Regions from separate parts of the Mus musculus genome. Here all the other regions are linked to region 1. A link is a contact called in public Hi-C, HiCAR-type, HiChIP or PLAC-seq and promoter capture Hi-C data. All regions are on one chromosome and are shown on one strand. The core of a region is the stretch at or near the end of the contact, and the rest is flanking DNA. Distances in the headings are between cores, read along the strand shown.

Region 1 (3,041 bases), core at 176-2,675:
ATGCTTAGTATTTCAAACCTTCGGACTTTGTGTGTGTTGGGCAAGCCTTGCACCGCTGAGCTGCCACCCTCCTTCCCCCCAGGCCAGACAAGTGGCTAAAGTGGGTAAACACACCACCACACACATACACATACACACACACACTTCCCATTCTGCCTCGCACGTTTAAACTTCTCATAACATCATTCTTTGTGGGAAGAAGGCAGTCCCGTGTTTCTTGAAAACTGAGAGCATACAGAGGCTTCCTCCTCAGAGCCACCCCCGGGGGGGATTTAATTCATGTTGCCTTCAGATGGAGGTGGCCTCTCTCAGAACCTCGCTGAAAGCCGAGGTGCAAAGGAACCTCGCTGAAAGCCGAGGTGCAAAGGCCGGCTCTATTAAATTACAGCAGCTGGGCTTTAAAATACCAGAGGAATTACAATGTTGGAGTCTGAGGGCTCTCACTGAAAGGAAACCTTTCAAATGTCTTGCTGCGTGCAACTCAATTTCCCACCACAGAAGCAGAGATGCGGTCTCTCCTGTTTGGGCCTCGGGCTCCAGCACATTTCTAAGGAAATCTTCATTCTTGGCCAGACCCGACCCCTCAGAGGCTTCCATGAAGAAGCAAGGTGGCAGACGAGCCAATAGCGAGCCTTAGCTGAAAAGAGATGATCGCTCCTAACTACCTCTTGTGGCCAGCCTAAGCCACCTGAGACCCTCTTTGAGATGGTGCCATGGTCACAAGGCACAAGAAATCAGGAGTCTAGGGACATGCTCCCGGTCCCATGCCCAAATCTAGGCCCATGTTGCTTTCACTGCAGCTCTCTGGCTGCACCCACAGGTGCCCTGTAACATGGATCCAATCCCTTGGAAACCTCTGGTGGGATCATTCACGCCAAGCCGCTTTTGATCATGATCTGTATCCTAACATAAGGGAGCGTGGGCCATGGATGCGGATGAAGGGAGGTGGGAGAAAATGGGGTATCAGAATGGTTGGAGTGCCCAATCCAGGGCCCCTGGAGACCCGGTCTCTCACGTGCCTGTTTCCACTGTCCCTGCAAGGGACCGCGCAAACCCCAGTGGAGCTTACCTTGGCCCAGGACACTGCATAGGAGAGCTGCGGGTCCCAGGGCGCTGTGCAAGGCAAGTCGGCGGTCTCGGAGCAAGCCACCGTCACCTCCCGCATCGCCATCGCGGGTGCCAGGCTGCAGGCTACAAGAGAGAGGGGGGAGAAACAGAGCGGCGTAAGCAAGGCCACCGAGGCGGGGTCGCGGGTAGCACCGAGCGATCGGGCTTGGGGGCCGTACCGCAGCCTAGAAACAGGAGCTGGAGGCCTTGCGACATGGCTGGAGCGCTGCGACACTGTCCGGGCCGGCCCCCTGGGCGCGCGCCGTGCTCTTGTACCCGCGCTTGGGACTTCCCCGCGCGCCGGCCCCGGGGACTCCCCAGTCGGAGGAGGCGGGTAGCCTGGTCCCCGCCCCGCGCGCGTCCCCAAGTCCGCGTTGCTGCTGCGGCTGGCCAGCGGCAACAAGCAGCTCCGCGGAACCGCCCCGCGCCCTGAGGCTTCGGAAGCCGCGATGGCACGCGCCACCCCAGCTAGATGACCCTCAAACCCATCGAGTGGGTCATGCAGATTCAGATAGGGTGGGCAGCTTCCTCTGAAACCCAGGGCTGTGGCGACCTGCTACTCTCCAGATTTTGTGATAGGGACAGACACCCTAGGCTTCCTGAGAAGTGGCAAACGCCTGCAGTCCTTGGCTTGCTGCCTTCTTTCGGGTTATCGCTCGGCCTTGTTTACGTTGTTTGAGCAAGGGAGATCTTTTTATACTAAAGCATTAATTACACACATGCTCATAAGTCTTTTAGAAAACAATGTCTAAAAGAATCTTGAGTCCATCTGCTTTGCATCTGCTCCCCAAGGCTCAGGGACCAGGGGGAAGACAGGACAGAAAGATTTTAAGTGCCAGAGATCTGGAAGGAGAACGGTGTCTGCTGGACATGACTCTGAAGTCACAGGAGCAGTGATGATTTTCACATGCTCAAGGCAGGCAACCTTTCAGCATACTGGGGGAAGGGATTCACAATTGCCCACCCCTAACTGGGGAGCTATGGATAGTTGGCGGCTATGGAGGAGGGAGACCACCCTCCCCCCACAGGTCAATCATTCTCCAGTGGACGCCCACATCCAGAAGTGTATGGCCATCTCAAATTAGATTTTTCTTTTAAATAGATCAAATCACCTCTAATTCCCAGAAGCAACCCCACTTAACATTTTGGTGTACTGACTATTCTATGTCTGTACCCTTATACAGCATTCTAATACTGTTCCCTTCCCATTATCTTTTTCATCCTGTGTTAGCTTAGTTTAACAGTTTACGAGCAGTTTCACAATACTAAAAATAGTTTCAGCAACTGCTTGGTGGCTGTGCCATATTCCATTGGGCCACAAATTAGAGCCCATTAGGTAGTGTTGGGCACTTGGATGGCTTTTTTACTTTATTATTTTTTCCTTCAGATATGAAGGCATTTTGTTTTTACCAAGTCCACCCCCCACCTCCCCAACTCCAACTCCTCCCAGATCCCTCCCTCCATCTCCCTCCCAAGTTCATGTTCTCTCTCAATCTCTCATATATATTACATATATACATATATATACACATATGCATATGCAAATATACATATATACATCATATAATCATTATACATCATATATACATCATATGCACGTATACATGTACATATATACATATACATCACATGTACATATTTATCATATATACATTTATACATCATATATACATTATATATACACACACACACATATCCTAGCAAATCCAATTGGTCCTGCCCATTGCATGTGAGGGTAGGTCTGTGCATTGTAGCATGGCAACCTATCAGGGGTCCCATTTCTGAAGGAAGCTATAGGAATGCCCACTTATACACAGGTATAAGGTAGGGAAAAGGTGATTCTCCCCCAAAGTTTACTTCAAAGGAACAGTTTGTCTTACTGGACATGCGCCCTGAACCAGTTCAGGCAGGATCAGCCATCCCACTCTCCTATT
Region 2 (3,041 bases), core at 145-2,644, 1.7 Mb before region 1:
TAAGAACAGGGAGATTATTTGACACATTTAAATAAAATGTTTCCAACTTAAAAAAAAAAAAAGGCCCAGGTTGATTATAGCTTCTGCAGGCTTTTAGGATATTAGTGAACTTGTACAGTCTTGTTACTTTTCCTAGGCACTGTTCTATGGCTGTGAAGAGACACCATTGGTGTCTACCTTGGTAGGCAGCTCCTATAAAATAAGACATTTAATTGGAGGCTGACTTATAGTTTCAGAGGTTTACTCCATCCTCAGGACAGAGAGCATGGCGGCAGGCAGGCAGGCAGGCAGGCAGGCATGGTGCTGGAGAAGTTGAGAGCTACACCTGCTCCTTAGGCAGAGAGAGAAAGTGGGGAGGAAGGAGGGGAGGAGGAGGGAAGAGACAGAGAGAGAAAGACAAAGAGACACATGCCGACAGAGACAGACAGACAGACAGCAGACTAACTGACTCACTGGGCTTGGCACAGGCTTTGGAAACTTCAAAATCTACCCCTCAGTGACACACCTCCTCCAACAAGGCCATGCCTCCTAATCCTTCTCAAGTAGTGCCACTCCCTGATGACTAAGCATTCAAACAAGTGAGCCTACAGGGACCATGCTTATTCAAATTATCGTATTTCTTATACTATAAGAACTGAAACGCTCAATGAAATCTCAACATGAAGCCCTAAGTTTGATCCCCAGTACTGTAGTAAACCAACAAATAATCAGGACAACTGCAAAGTCAGTAGAAAGAAAAAGCAGGGACTAGAGATACACACACACACATACATACACACACACATACAAACACACACACACATACACATACACACATACACACACACACACACACACACACACACACACACACACACACGGGCATAAACACCACACACAGGCACACAGAGGAAAAATCTCGTATTTCTCAAGGAACTTACAAGGAAATACATCATTCCTGATGGCTGGTTTCTTGTCACCAAATTGAAGAAGTGACTTACCAGAGGGGCTTGCTCTTGGCCACTATGTAATAAAGCTATAAATCATTAAGCAATCAGGTTCTGTCAGTGATAACTGAGAAACTGCTGCTAGAACTCACATTTTTCTGGGCAGGCTGGCAAGAATCGGCAAGGATGCTATTTATCCTTAGCATGCAACAGAAACGACTCCATTTTACACAGCCTCTCAGTATTTCTCACCTTTCCCTCATCTTGGATGCTGGAAGCGTCTTTTAATTAACTTACACCTTCATATGTCATGTCTTGTGTCAACATCAGGAGTTCTGGAAGAAACTGAAAGTGAGAGTCAAGAAAATGCTAAGCCAATGTCTCATCTCAACAATTTAGGTCTTTTGTGCTGGAAAATGATGCTGGGAGTAATGTGCCATTGCTTCCAGTAGAGGGCGCTCAGACACTGGCTTTCAAATTTACAGTTCTTCAGCTAGCTTGAGTAGGAATTGTCTTTATCCATGGCTGTGTCCTTGTAGAACTCCGATTTTCTCATGGCTCTAGTGGAATGCTCTGCCCATACCAACACACACTACACCCTTTAAGGAAAACTAGCTGCTGGTGGCAATTGGGCTGACAACAGAGTTTAATTAATTAAGGGGAGATCGAAGGAGTTACTGACCAGAGGTGGGCAAGACACTAAAGGATCAGAAAGTGACTCAGAAGAGTTGGGAAACTCTGCTATGGTCCCATAACTTATGTAGAAAGCACTCAGAAACACTGCGTGAGTTGCCCAGACAGAAGAGATGAGCTTTGGCCAACAACAGAACAAACTTTACAGCTGGCACACGCCAGGGGACCTCAGACTCTACAGACAGCAAAGACACAGGGTTCAGAACACCCATGTCATTTACTATAGTATTATCTAACATAAGACATATGTACATATATGTCTATATGTATATCATGTATTGTCAACATGTATTGTGTATATGTATTCATGTATTGACTAGCATATATACCATGTAGTGTCTATATGTATATTACATATTGTCTAGCATGTATATCATGTGTTGTCTATATGTATATATTACACACACACACATATATATCATGTATTACCTATATATCACATATTGTCTATATGTGTATCATATATTGTTGTATGTATATCACATATTGTCTAGATGTACATCATGTATTGTCTAGCATGCATATCATGTGTTGCCTAAATTATGTCATGTTTTACCTATGCATATATCATGAATTATTTATATATATATCATATATTGTCTGAGTATATATAACATATTGTCTAGTATGTATATAATGTATTTATATGTATAGAAAGTATTGTCTAGTATGTATAACATGTATGACCCTGTCCCTAGAGAGACAGAAGAACCCGGGTGACTAGATATCTGATCATGATAGAGAGGAAGAGGACACTCTTATGTTCCACTGTTGTGACAACTTTTCCCACTGTTGTCCCTGCCCTGCCCTTGCTTGGGCTTCTGAATGCCCTGAGGCCAAGCCTGAGCCGGAGGCAGAAGTTTATTTCTGCACTGGGCACTGACCCTAAGGCCTCATGAGCATCGGGCCAGTGTTCCATCCTTGGTCTCTACTTCCAGCTGGAGTTCCCGCCTCGGTTTCCTTGACTAAAACTCTGGGCTGCTCTTCCCAGAGACCACAGTTGGGGTTACCATCTACCTTCCAAACTTGTCTCAGCTTGGCACAGAGCAGGGCCACTTCCCTGTGTCCTTCTCTAAGCCTAAGAGGTCTCTTCGCATAAAATCCAGCATTCTATGTTTGAAGTAAATCCAAGGATAGTTTGTCCAACTTTCTATTAAAGAATAGAATTAAATTGAACAGATAGATGGTCATCGACTTTTAGCATGAACAGACGTAGATGGTCAGACTTGCACCTTCTTTAAGACGCTCTGAACATCCACACGCATACATTTTCATTTCCCTGTATAAATGTCCAAGATCAGCGTTACTAGGCCACATAACAGTTGCATGCTTGCTTTTGTAAGCAGTGGCTGAGATTTTCCAGAGTACAGCCATCTCCGGAGCATGCCTGCACCATCTTCCATTTTCCTCTCAGTGCATCCT
Region 3 (3,041 bases), core at 337-2,836, 1.6 Mb before region 1:
GTTTAAGGCGGTAAGGTGCCAGCCCATCCATCTGCTGGGAGATCCGGTTTCTCAGATTCAGCCATAAGCTCTCACCTTTGCTCCCCGTGAACTGCAGCCCAAAATAATCAACCTCGATGATCCCTAGACGCCTGCACACCTAAAAACAAAACCAAAGGTATGGGGTGTGAGCAGTGCAAACCTAAGGGCTCCATCCGAGGAGAGGACTGGCCCCTGCTTTCCCAAAGTTCTACCTTCTTGCAATGCCAGTTGGTAGACCGACCGGAAAAACAAGGTTTTAAGGAAACAGCAAAGCCAAAACGCAGCCCTCCAGTGGAGGCTTGGCCTTGCTTGACTATTTCTAGGGTCTGACCAATGGCACAGGGAAAGGGGTCCCCCCAAAACAGACTTCCCAAAAGGCTGAGGTAGAAGAACACACAGGGTGTTTTATTTCTTATTCCAATCGCTGGAATTCCCCCCGCCACCCCCCCCCTCCGCCCCGCAGCACCATCTGCACAGCTGATTTGGCAGCGTATTATCTGGACAGTTTTAACCATCTGGATTCCAAAAACACAAACGCATTGAGGAAGCATGCTACAAGTGTCAGCTAAGCTTTACAAGCGCCTTTCCAAACAGCTCAGGTCCACAGGTCTCGTAGACACAGTATTTCAAGGGGTCAAATGGGCCTGCCAATATCCATTAGGCACACCCCGTTAGGAGCCTTAGTCACCCTTAAGAAAACACACGTGTAAAGACCCCTCAAGAAGGAGGCTGCCTGCAGAACCGTCCCCCGCAAATTACTCAATATACTCTGGATCCCTAGCAAGCCTAGAGTGTCAGGTGAACAGTCCTTCTGAGAAGCGGCTTGAGATTCGGGCCCACCTGATCAGCTAGGGAGCCCCGGGGCCAGCGACCGCTTGCAACCATCTCATCCCGGGACGCGGGTGGCGCTGCCGGGCTTTGCAAGGACTCCACGGGAGGCATCACACACACACACACCTGCGGCAGGTGTGCCGGGCCACCTTCTTTAGAGAAAAGTGCCAGGCTAACGGACAGGGTGGAGGTTCCCAGCAGTGTTCTGGTCTCCGGGCCCCGGATCCCCCACCGTAAGCGTCCTCTATGCTCCCCCCGCCCCCCCCCCACCGCACTCTCCACTCGCGGGGAGGAGGAGGAGGCTGGAGCCTGGCGTCCCGGGAGCACTCCACGGGCCGCTGCTGCAACGTCGCCCGGCTCCCGGGGAGCATCCCCGAGCCCCGAGGCTTCCCGGGGACAAGAAGGGATCCCCTTTCCGATCGCCGCCCTCACCTGGTTGAGACAGTCCTCGCCGTTGGCTTTTGCCTCCACCTCTACCTCCATCAGCACCGCGTCCGGCCTCGTCACATAGCACAGCATGGCTGGGGCCGCCGCCACCGCCGCTTCTTCTCGGGTGTGCGCCGGAGCTGTCGCCTCACCGCAATTGCTCCAAGTCGACTCCGGGCTCCGTGAGGAAGGTGCAGCCGTGCGGCCACCCGCCCTGCACCCCACGCAGCCGCCACTCGCGTCCCCGCCACCCCCACGACAGCCAGTTCCCGGGAGCTACACGGCCGCGCCGCTCCGACAGCCCTACTGCCTGCGCCGCTACAGGCACGCGTCTTTTATAGAGGCCCCGCCCCTCCGGCACCGGACTCCGCCAATCACAGCGTGCTTGCCCCTCCTCCCCAGCTCCGGCAACCAATTCCCAGTCTCGGTGGGCTGAAGCCCCGCCTCCCGGCACCGCCTGTGGAGCTGCGGGAGGTGGGAGCCCATCCTCTCCCCAATCCCCAGCACGGTCGCGGCCTCTGCCACTGGGCGACGCTCCTCCCAGCCCGCTGTCGCCCGCAGCTCCAGGGGACGCCTTTCTGTCCGGGTTTGAGAGAACTGTGATCAAAGGCTCCTGTGATGCTACGTTGCTACTACGGTTCTCAGGACTCCTGCGTGGGGTTACTCTAATAACCAGGTGGTTTGTGAAAGCCAAAAGAGAAGCAAGCAAGACAGAGAGCCTAAAGAAGAGGCTTTTCCGCTGGCATTTGCCACCGTGGGTTGTCAAAAGAAGAATCTAAGTAGAAAAGTTTTTGCAGCTGACCCAATATAAGCCGGTAATTTGATCCAAGCACCATTCTTATATTAACTCGTGCCAAGGGTTTCTATGTGTGGGTTCTGCTACATTGAAACACCTTACCAAGTTATGTCACCCAGCCTATCTCTCATCCAATTCGTTCACTATACACCTGGTACACTCCCTGCCCTTTCTTTCAGACACCCAGATGTTACCCCATCTTAAAGATAACAGGCTCATCTCAGGACCTAGCAGGATGGGAATCTCAATACAAGAGATTAGTGGTTAAAGGTGTACAACCTTCATATTTTTACCACCTGTTTCTCTTGGCCTATACTGTCTTTTTTGGTTTCTAAGATAAGCCGGGAGATATGGGTTTCAGCCTTGGATCTTTGGAAAACTCCATCTCTCTGAAGCTCAGTGTCCTCGCAGAATGGAGACTAGCTATTTTTGGACACCCCCTCCTGCAAGCCGCCCCCCCTCGCCCCAGCACCGCTGGGAAGCAATCTAGCCATCCCTGCCTGCCAATGACCCTATCTCTGTGCCGTTTGTTTGCTGTGCGTTTAAGACGAAGTCTTGCTGTATAGCTCAACCTGGTGGTGCACCTCGTACTTGGGCTCAGTGATATTTATTTCTGACGATGGGGAAAACATCGGAGAAGGACTGGGATCTTAGCAGAGCCCTCGCGGAGAGAACTGTTCAGTCTTTTGGCTTTGTGTTTCAGGAACACATGGTACAGTTCTCGAACTGCTCCAAGTCCAGTGTAAGCTTGCATTCATCCACCGGTCTACTGCTCATTCCTTTCCTTCCCGGAAGCAGGTCTGGCACGTGTACCTGGGAGATAACATTTAGATTATCTAATCTGTGGCCCATCGCTGGAAATTTCACCATAAGGAGAGGAGGCAACATGGAAATTGGTTGTATTGCTTAATATTTTTGAAAGGCCAAAACTTAACCAGCTTAAACAAGGGGGAACTTAGGGGACAGA
Region 4 (3,041 bases), core at 376-2,875, 1.1 Mb before region 1:
AGGAAGAAGGTAAATCCTTCGCATGTGCTGTGGGCAAGCACAAACCCACACACAAGCATCAACAAACATTAACAGTTAAAACTGGTGAAATGCTATGTTAGGAAAGAAATTCAAACAAACAGCAGTGAGAATAAGGGGAGAAAGACTTCCATACTGACACTTGGAAACTAACGCGTTGACATAGAACACATAGCACAACTGCTCCTTGCCATCCTCTCCAAAGCAATCAGTGCTCTGCTGCAAGTCAGCATCCTCCTTTGGGAACTGGAAATAAGGTGTGTGTGTGTGTGTGTGTGGGGGGGGGGGGGGGGAAGGTCAATGAGCCTGCTAAACTCACTTTTATCCCTGGAAAAGAAACTTTCCTTGGAAAGAAAGAACTTACTCCAAAACTGACCTCAAAATGTACCACACACACACACAGAGAGAGAGAGACAGAGAGAGAGAGAGACAAACAGACAGACAGCTGGCAACAAACTGAGCTGATTAGATTAGGAAAGGGATAGTTTGAGAAGGCACTGCAATCAAGAGTGAAGGAATGATGTCATGTTCCTTTAAGATGGCCCTGCCTCCAACCTCAGCTGCACTTTCAATCCATTCTCCTCCCACCAAACCTTACTGTGAAAAACTCAACCAATGAGCATCCAGGATGAGACTGCAACCCAAATCCCAGGAATAGAGGCCTGTCTGAAGGGCCAAACGGCCACAAACCATAAAGGAATGCCATGTACCATTCAGTACCATTCCTGAATGGACCCTTTACTCAGAAAGAACACCCTGTGATTCAGACTGATGGATCAGAGCTGAAACCTGCAGGCACTAATGTCCAGAGGAGGCACAAGGACTGAGTCCACAGCAGCCGGCACAAACTAAAATACGAATTTCAGCAAACCTGCAATTTCCTTTATTCAGATTACAGTTTACAGCAAAATCTAGTCTTTCTAAGGAAAAAAAAAAAAATCCTAAATAGAAGCTTGTAGAGGCCTTTAAAGTGAGCTGTGGCCAGCAGTAACCATGAGCTCAACACAGGAGGGGCGACACAGGCTGAACCCTCTCAATCTGGCCTGTCTGCCATAGTGTCAATGAGGTGTCAAGAAGCAACCATAGGCTGGGCGTGGTGGCGCACGCCTTTAATCCCAGCACTTGGGAGGCAGAGGCAGGCGGATTTCTGAGTTCGAGGCCAGCCTGGTCTACAGAGTGAGTTCCAGGACAACCAGGGCTGCAAAGAAACCCTGTCTCGGAAAAAAAAAAAGAAGAAGAAGAAGCAGCCAAAACGGCCACATGGGTGTCAGACCAGTCCTGGACAGAGCTGACCCCGGGGTTGGCAGTGGATGTCAGGCTCCGGGCTACAGAGCTAGGTAGAGCATGAGCAGCAAGAGAGTTATCCAAGTTCTAAATCAGAGTCAACTAAAAAGCTGGCTGGGAACCTGTCACCCAGAAGGAGAAGCTACACCTCCCCAACACTGCTCTTCCTAGCTCTGTGCTGAGCCAGGAATCAGAACTGGCTTCTCTCCCTTCACAAACCAGCCACTGCTAGATTCCTATGTCAGCAGCTGTAGGGTCTGAAGGACTCTGCTGGGCACTGGCCAGGGAATATACACAAACAGGACCAGCTCTATTCTGCAGCACCTCACACGGACCAGCTGCTAATTGGCCCGGGCACACAAGAGCACACTGTCTTCCAACACTGCACTAACTCCAAGAAGAGAGCTGGCAGAAGCACAAACATGGCCACCTGCCAATCCCATTACATGAAGAACAGGAAAGGAGAAAAGCACACCACGACTTGAGGGGATTCCAGACATTCTCCTCCAGAACACACAGAGAGGATGGGAAGGAGGCAGTTCCCTGAGCGTGAAAACTGCCAGCTGGACCAGCGATGGAGCCCAGGCACGCCCCCCAGGCCCTTCCAGCAGACTAGGGAATTCCCAGAGTAAAATGCTTGGCTGCCCAAGCACAGACACACGGAACAACCTCTGCCTTTGTGTCCCATCATACTGCACCAAGACCCTTCCTAGTGTCACAGGACGTTGTATGGAGATGGCTAACTTACTTACCTCAATCTCTGCTGGTGCGGGCTCCTTGCTGAAACACATGTTCATGATGTTTCTTGCTGTTCGATAAAAAGTTGTTAGAGAAACAGATCTTCCCTGAAACAAAGAAAACAGAAGAAGAGTTTGGCTTAAGACATGTTATGTTAAGACATAAATTTCTGTCATAGGTCTCTGTCCAGTGGCTTCCCCATAGTGACAAAGACACACTGTGTGCTCAATAGGTGACAACACCCACCTAAGTTTGTTATCCCAGTACACTGTGCTCGGGAAAGCAACACCAAGAGGTGAGCATGAAGACAGGGGTGGGTTTGCTCTCCAGCAAGGCAAGGCTCGGCATGAGGTTGACAAGGTTACTTTCCTGCAACTTGAAACCTTTCTAAGCTCCCTAAGTACAAGAAGGATCTAATGTAAACACTACCACAGATGCAACAGACAGGGGTGATGGGCATGCCCCTGCAGCCACCCGCAGTGCCACAGACAAGTTGTGGGCACCTGGGCCAACCATGTCAGCTTTTTCCAACTAAATCTTTATTTAACATATCAGGTTTATAAAAACAACAAGAAATATTTCCTGGGGTTTAATATACTATCATAGTATCGGCTTTAAATAACTACCAACAGGCATGGAGAGCACGCCATTTCATGACAGTTCTGTGTTGCCAAAGACTCACCTAATGCTGTAAATGAGAAAGAGCCCAACCTCTAGAAGCAACACAGAAAGTCTCCTCTGTGATATTTGGTCACAGCAGCTCAGAACAGTCCTAAGACAGCGTCCTAGCGCTCATCCCACAGAACAAGTCAGCTTCCTCCGGCTCCAGCAGGGCAGGGCACACCCTACCGCACAGCCCACTCACCTTATAGATGCACTTGTGGAAGTCATTGAGGACACCTTTGTCTTCTTCCTCCTCTTTGACCACTTCTTTTTCCTGAGCGAACAGCCGCCGCCGGCCCGTCTTCAGTGGGGCCCGGCCCACCTCCTTGAGCTTGCTA
Region 5 (3,041 bases), core at 349-2,848, 1.1 Mb before region 1:
GCTGGAGAAGCAATTTTAACATGGAATTCTATATCAGGCAAAAAATACTGTGAAGTGAGAAGATGATTCTATTTTACCACATATGTACAACCCTTCACAGAATAAAATACATGAGGCTAAAACAAAGAACAGAACCTGCCACTGGCAGCAAATTATAAATATTAAACTCTTTCCAGTTTTTTGTTTTTTTTTTAAATGCCAGGGCATTAGATCTAAAGCAAAGAAAGTAACCAGTGCTAAATACACAGGGCAGGGTGAACCCTTTAATCTCAGCACTGGAGAAACACAGGCAGGTGGATTCCAAATCAGTACAGAGCAAGTTCCAGGAGATACATAAGAGACGGGGTGTGTGTGTGTGTGTGTGTGTGTGTGTGTGTGTGTGTGTGTGTGTAGAAGAAGAAGAAGAGTTTAAATACATCACTATTTACTTCATATTTACTTCCACAGTGATCTTTTGTTTGTCTATTTACTTTAGAGGTTCCAATAAGTTAGTGCATTTAACCCTGAACAATACCAGCAATGAGTTTTGACAAAAAGATGCTTTAAGACCCAATCTACTAGAGAACGCTCACAGGTATTCATATCCAGAAGTTAACTGGATTCAGTCGTGACATCACACAAACCCAGGAATTTTTACATGAAAAGCCACTTTAAATATAATAATCTAAAACCAGATTTCATTTCTTCTATGCCCTACGCTGGTAGCATTTTATCTAGTTTCGCAGATAACATTTCCTTTTGAAAAGCATGTTATACCAAAGGCATGATTTATGTTGGAAGACTACCTTCCTGTCAGAGATGTTGGCATTATGAAAAAGGGCCTCTACCAAAGCTAAAAAGATGACTAAGGTATGAATAGTCTCCATGGAATCTGTTCAACACCTGTTTTTATAAACTATAATTTGCACCACTCCTGATATCTGAAGGCATGCATTAGCTCAGTACAGGAAAATCACTACCATTCACCATAAAGATCCTTTTCATGACATTAGTTCACTTCAAAACGGGGAAAAGGGTTCTTGTATTTCCTCTGCCTACAGATCGCTGTGCCAGGAAATGGTGAAGAGACATAACACAGCACGCAAACCAAAACTCTCTGGTAATCCTGCAGTAACCCTATCACAACCATTACTGGTGGCTGACAGTGATTATCAGACACACAGACTATATATACCACACACCTTTATTCTCTTCCAACTCAGCTGGCTCATTTGACAACTGTGGTTATCAGTTTATCCTCACAACTCCTCCTCTAAAATGTTGTCCTCTCCACTACTCTGCACGGTATTGACCTGAATCTCTTCATCTTTGTTTCTACACGCACTGAAACACTTGAAAATGTTTCCTCCACAAGACTGCCTGAAGGAATGAGACAGACAGCTTAAGGGAAAGGTCTAAGCAGGGTCATCATCAATTTTTTTGAACGTAAACAAATACACGAACAGAAAACTCTGATGTATATTATAAATATCACCCATTAAAAAAAGGAAGGGGGTGGAAGGTCAAGAATAAGGACACATAACTAATTACACTGCTGGGAAGGCTGAGGGCAGGGTCAAAGACAGCCTGAACAACCTCTTTCAATTAATTAACATATAAACAAAAACCCCACAGGAGCACTCAGTTGTATTGCAAGTGTCCAGCCTTCATTTGAAAACACTGCCCACTGCCCAAAGGAGCAGAAAACTCCAGGGCAGCTTTGTCTTCCATGAAGACTGGCTTCAATGATATCTTGAATGGACAGGATAAAAGGAACATATCGGGCTTTTGAAATAGGAATGATACAGACTCAGAAAGAACCACACGGTCTACTATTTTCTACCTTCTACCTTCTAACTATATCAGGGACCAACTATGGCACAAGTATACTGAGTATATACAGCTTAACCTGATTTCTCAAAGAGAATGTTACAGAGCACAAGGTCATCTTAAACAACAGACAATTTTTGTAGTATGTAAGAATTATCATTACAAATATTGTTCTTCATGGGTAAAATGCATTCAAATGCATATAGACTCTAGAATGAGTCAACAGCACGACCTCACTCTCCTCTACTTACTGTTTTCTTTCCCTAACATAAGTGAAAACAGGTTAACTAAGACCATTCACACAGTAGCAGTAACTAAATGGTAAAAGGATAAGCTATCAATCACCACAATTCAGATCAGAAAAAAAAAAAGTTAACTACAAAGCATGCATATATATATATATATATATATATATATATATATATATCATGACCCTGGACTTTTAGGGTTGAGAATTTTTGTCCCAGAAATTCTAAATATCAAATACGATGACAATCTGCAGGAATTCCAATTCATCTATTCTAATTAAAAAAAAAAAAAAAAAAAAGCCAAAGACAACCCACTAAATACAGAACAAAACCAAAACAAAGTATTTCTTCACACTGTAAAACTAACAGATTCAAGTCTATAATCCAACTTTGAGTGTGTCTCACACTAGCATAATTAGGGGCTAAGTAAATGGCTGAACAATTAAAAGCATGTACTGCTCTTTCGGAAGACTCAAATTCGATTCACAGCACCAAATCAGATGGCCTCCATTACAGAGAGATCCAACAATCAGCTTCTACAACTCATGTACACAACCCACAAAGACACACCCATACATGTAATTTAAAAATAAAATCACTTTTTGCAAAAGTGATAAAAAGCCAGTATTACCTATCTAACCATAAGCCACACATACCTAATAAGTTTTACTAAAAGAGTTTGACTGTTAGCTCGAACTGATACTGTAATTAATTCTACTCTCCCGCCTTCCTTTTTCATTTGCGACAATGAAATCTTTTGCTTTGATTTTTTAAAAAGTTTACTTTTATGTGTATGAATGCTTTCCCTGCGTGTGAGTAAGCTACCACGGGCATAAGCCAGATCCCTGAACCTGGAGTGACAGGTGGTTCTGAGCCATTCCATATGGGTGCTGAGAATCAGGCCTGGGTCCTCTACAAGAGAACAAGAGCTCTGTTCTGCTAAACCAGCTCTAGCACCCTGCAACAGTGGAGCACTATTTAATG
Region 6 (3,041 bases), core at 379-2,878, 1.0 Mb before region 1:
CAGGGCCTCGTGCATTATAGGCAGTCTGTGTCCACCACCACCACCACCACCCCACCACCCCCACCCCCCGGTGTGGTGTGGAGTTCAGAGAGATCCCTATGGGGTCAGGTCTCACCTACCATGTGGATGCCAGGGCTCAGCAGGCTTGGCAGCACTTTTACCTGCAAGGCCTTCAACCACATTTTAGTAATTTTGAAATGAAACTAAATTTCAAGCACAAAATAAGGTCTCAACATGTGACAAGCTATTCTCCTACTCTCTCGGTAGATCCTACAATCAACCACACTCAACTACAGGTTAACGCTTATTGATCAGTGTAGGCATCACCAGATCCCGCTCATACAATCCTACCACTTTCCTCTATTATTTATTCCTTTCCATTTACTAAAGTCTGGGGACTGAGGCTAGAGGGCTCAGAGCAAAAAGTGCTTTTCTGAGCAAGAATGAAGACCTCAGTTTAGACCTCCAGTAGCCAAAGTGAAAGGCCAGTGAAATGGTGGGTGCAGCAAGGGGAGGTCGGGGATAGGAAAGTGGAGGGGTTTAGGAGGTCAGAAGTTTAAGATGAGAAAACATTGCATACAAACGAAAAGACTAAGCAAGTAGTAATAAAATAATTGGCTTCTGGTGTGTCTGAAAACAGTTCACATAATTAATATATATATATATATATATATATATATATATATATATATCAATCTTTGAAGGAAAAAAAAGTTTAAATGAATAAAGGGGACTGGAGAGACGGCTTGGCGGTTAAAAGCACTGACTGCTATTCCAGAGGCCCTGGGTTCAATTCCCAGCAATCACATGGTGGTTCACAACCATCTGTAATGGGATAAGATGCCCTCTTCTGGTGTATCTGAAAACAGTGTACTCATAAATTTAAAAAAAAAAACAAAACAAAAACTGACAGGCATATCAATAATTTCTATTGTACAGCATAAGACCTTTTCTGGGGAAACCTGGTCAACCAAGTGTAGCAAGTGGCAGGTCCTTAAACAAAAGACCAAACTAATTACTATCTACTGCAGCAGTTCTCCACCTTCCTAATGCTGTGACCCTTTCATACAGCTACTCAGGTTGTGGTGACCAACCATAAAATCATCTTCCTTGCTATTTCATAAGTGAAATTTTGCTACTCTATGAAACATATATAATATAAGTATTTTTAGAAACAAAGGTTGTCTTTGTTGGTCATGGCACAGGTGAAACCCACTGGACTACACCATTCCCTTATGCAAATGCTGAGACTCCCTACACTCACCTTACTATGCTACTGCAAAGTAAAATTTCAAGTATATGTGAGAACAGCTTGCAAATTTTCCAGGCCAAATGTGCAGGAGCAGGAAAGACTGCATGGGGGAAAGGAACCTTCGTGTAAATAGGTCCACCCAGCAAAGGAGAAGACAGAGGCTGGAGTGGGGGAGCTGCTACTTCTCTGCACCAATGTTTCACTTTTCCACTGACAAGAAAATTATACAAAACCACCAAATTAACATTTTCCCTAACATCACAGGGACAGGAAGGAAAGCGTGGGCAGAAAACACACTTCCTCTTGAGAACAGTCTCTTTTATTTCACTCTTTAAAAGGAAAAGGGAAAAAAAGCGACCATCAGTGGGTGCGTCATGGTCGCTGCCTAAGTTCAGAGCTGACTACTTGCTACCTCATTGGGTATGACCCAATACGGTTCTCGGGCATCTCAAGACTGCTAGCTAGGCAAGCCAGACTTCTGTAATATCACTATGCCAGTATTTTTAATAGTCTTATTAGTAAAAAGGGGCTAGGAGTGATGGTGCACACCTTTAAATCCCATCACTGGACAGGAAGAGGCATGTAGATCTCCGTGACTTGAAAGACAGCCTAGGCCAAATGGTAAGTTCCTGTCTCATGGAAAGACTGCTCCGACTCAGTGAGTAAGAGCTCTGGCAAGAGCAGAGTTCTGTTTCTAGCACCATGCCAAACAGTTCAAAACCTGTAACTCCAGCTCCATGAGAATCCACAAATCCTCTTCTGTATCCTGCACGTACCTCTCTCTGACATACGCACGTGCACTTAGTTAAAAATAAAAAGAAATCTTTACATAATGACCCAGCCCTCGGGGACCAGAAGTGGGTAAGTCTGAGTTTCGGTGCATCCTGGTGTAAGTCACAGTCCAATTCCATGCCAGCTACCACTACCTGGGCTCCAAAAATAAACTTTTTAACATATCAACTTATCTTTCAAATACAGCTGTTCTTTAGCACAAATTTTGACTTTATATAAGGACTCCTTCTTTCCCACAATTGTCACCTTAAACAAATAAATGTGACAACACAAAGAGCCCATCCTAATGAATACTACTCACTATCAGCATACAGGAAAAAAGAAAAGGTAGCCAAGCATCCTACCTACATTGTGGCAGTGAACACTAGGAAACCAGAGAAAGGAAACTATACCAAAATAGCCACAGAAGAAGAGCAAGATGTCACAGGATGAAGGTGCTGTCCAAAGCCTGCTGCCCTAAGTTCCATGCCTCAGATCCTCATGATAGAGAGAAACACTATATCAAGGCACACCTTCCTCCCTACACCCACCACACAGCAAACAGGTGGATATGGCTTAATTTATTTTTAAAAAAACAACAGCAGACACTAGAAAAACAATTTCTACTAAAACAAACATGTCAGATATTAAGATTTAAACAGCACTGAGAAGTAGAAAGTGTTTGAACTGCATGCAGTGAGGTGGCAATTGCCCTGTATGACATATTAATAATCTTCATCAACAAGAAATTAAACACACCCACCCTACTGGCTCAACCAGACTACTTTTACTGATTCATTGTAACTTTCACATAGCACACCCCAATCCTGTGTATCTCCCCATTTCTCCATATGTGCCCTCTGCCTTTGCAATGTCCCCAAAAATTAAAACAAACAACAAATCGGTGTGGAAGCTGTGGTGTGTCCCAGTTTGCCCAAACAGCTTTTCTTACAAATGATCATTGTCATTGTCATTGTCTGATTTCTGCTTCATGATTAGTACACTATATCCTTACTGG

What was found. Promoter capture Hi-C pulls out the DNA fragments that hold promoters and counts their contacts. Hi-C and Micro-C count contacts between places; a contact is called where the count stands out from the background. HiCAR-type assays count read pairs that join an accessible place to other places. HiChIP or PLAC-seq counts read pairs in DNA pulled down with a chosen protein or histone mark.
Region 2: a Hi-C map of B cells shows a contact between it and region 1, with 11 read pairs. The contact joins the enhancer-like site here to the promoter of Cd83 in region 1. A contact is called at or near these places in 5 of 39 promoter capture datasets (embryonic stem cells, hippocampal neurons, liver and 2 more), 6 of 484 Hi-C or Micro-C datasets (B cells, cardiomyocytes, cortical neurons and 2 more), 4 of 115 datasets of contacts at active chromatin or transcription factors (bone marrow-derived dendritic cells, embryonic forebrain, forebrain and 1 more) and 1 of 9 other capture datasets (liver).
Region 3: a promoter capture Hi-C map of stem cell-derived epiblast-like cells shows a contact between it and region 1, with 6 times the contacts expected there. The contact joins the promoter of Mylip here to the promoter of Cd83 in region 1. A contact is called at or near these places in 5 of 39 promoter capture datasets (frontonasal cranial neural crest, hippocampal neurons, liver and 2 more), 1 of 484 Hi-C or Micro-C datasets (B cells) and 2 of 115 datasets of contacts at active chromatin or transcription factors (bone marrow-derived dendritic cells and embryonic forebrain).
Region 4: a contact with region 1 is called in a HiCAR-type map of kidney, with 6 times the contacts expected there. The contact joins the enhancer-like site here to the promoter of Cd83 in region 1. A contact is called at or near these places in 11 of 39 promoter capture datasets (the HPC-7 cell line, cranial neural crest, embryonic stem cells and 6 more), 4 of 484 Hi-C or Micro-C datasets (bone marrow-derived macrophages, cardiomyocytes, cerebral cortex and 1 more), 7 of 115 datasets of contacts at active chromatin or transcription factors (cardiomyocytes, embryonic forebrain, forebrain and 4 more) and 2 of 9 other capture datasets (adipose tissue and embryonic stem cells).
Region 5: an H3K27ac HiChIP or PLAC-seq map of embryonic stem cells shows a contact between it and region 1, with 3 times the contacts expected there. The contact joins the enhancer-like site here to the promoter of Cd83 in region 1. A contact is called at or near these places in 10 of 39 promoter capture datasets (the 3T3-L1 cell line, cranial neural crest, frontonasal cranial neural crest and 6 more), 1 of 484 Hi-C or Micro-C datasets (cortical glia), 2 of 115 datasets of contacts at active chromatin or transcription factors (embryonic stem cells and stem cell-derived neural progenitor cells) and 1 of 9 other capture datasets (macrophages).
Region 6: a promoter capture Hi-C map of pre-B cells shows a contact between it and region 1, with 5 times the contacts expected there. The contact joins the enhancer-like site here to the promoter of Cd83 in region 1. A contact is called at or near these places in 7 of 39 promoter capture datasets (frontonasal cranial neural crest, hippocampal neurons, liver and 3 more), 1 of 15 datasets of contacts at CTCF or cohesin (pro-B cells), 5 of 484 Hi-C or Micro-C datasets (CD4 T cells, cerebellar granule neurons, cortical neurons and 2 more), 12 of 115 datasets of contacts at active chromatin or transcription factors (CD8 T cells, VIP interneurons, bone marrow-derived dendritic cells and 9 more) and 2 of 9 other capture datasets (embryonic stem cells and liver).

What each region holds. Positions count from the first base shown.
Region 1 is chr13:43,783,496-43,786,536 of GRCm38.p6, reverse strand. It overlaps Cd83 (CD83 antigen), which reads right to left and starts at 1,425. Exons shown (of 5, transcript NM_009856.3): 1 at 1,287-1,425; 2 at 1,070-1,191. The coding sequence starts at 1,323.
Region 2 is chr13:45,475,799-45,478,839 of GRCm38.p6, reverse strand. No RefSeq gene overlaps it. Among named protein-coding and RNA genes, the nearest start is that of Gmpr, 30 kb to the left of the region's middle. Within about 2 kb of position 1,394, at least 17 of the 459 cell types and tissues checked have an H3K27ac peak or open chromatin away from gene starts, as enhancers often do. A contact at or near this core is called in B cells, where this site is marked.
Region 3 is chr13:45,388,287-45,391,327 of GRCm38.p6, reverse strand. Mylip (myosin regulatory light chain interacting protein) reads right to left here and starts at 1,586. Exons shown (of 7, transcript NM_153789.3): 1 at 1,285-1,586; 2 at 1-139. The coding sequence starts at 1,371.
Region 4 is chr13:44,906,600-44,909,640 of GRCm38.p6, reverse strand. Jarid2 (jumonji, AT rich interactive domain 2) reads right to left here. Exons shown (of 18, transcript NM_001205043.1): 8 at 2,906-3,041; 9 at 2,055-2,147. Among named protein-coding and RNA genes, the nearest start is that of Dtnbp1, 94 kb to the left of the region's middle. Within about 2 kb of position 1,625, at least 106 of the 459 cell types and tissues checked have an H3K27ac peak or open chromatin away from gene starts, as enhancers often do. A contact at or near this core is called in cerebral cortex, forebrain, kidney and 1 more, where this site is marked.
Region 5 is chr13:44,850,243-44,853,283 of GRCm38.p6, reverse strand. All of the region lies in intron 3 of Jarid2 (jumonji, AT rich interactive domain 2), which reads right to left. Among named protein-coding and RNA genes, the nearest start is that of Jarid2, 120 kb to the right of the region's middle. Within about 2 kb of position 1,598, at least 6 of the 459 cell types and tissues checked have an H3K27ac peak or open chromatin away from gene starts, as enhancers often do. A contact at or near this core is called in embryonic stem cells, where this site is marked.
Region 6 is chr13:44,798,773-44,801,813 of GRCm38.p6, reverse strand. All of the region lies in intron 1 of Jarid2 (jumonji, AT rich interactive domain 2), which reads right to left. Among named protein-coding and RNA genes, the nearest start is that of Jarid2, 69 kb to the right of the region's middle. Within about 2 kb of position 1,628, at least 94 of the 459 cell types and tissues checked have an H3K27ac peak or open chromatin away from gene starts, as enhancers often do. A contact at or near this core is called in CD8 T cells, bone marrow-derived macrophages, pre-B cells and 3 more, where this site is marked.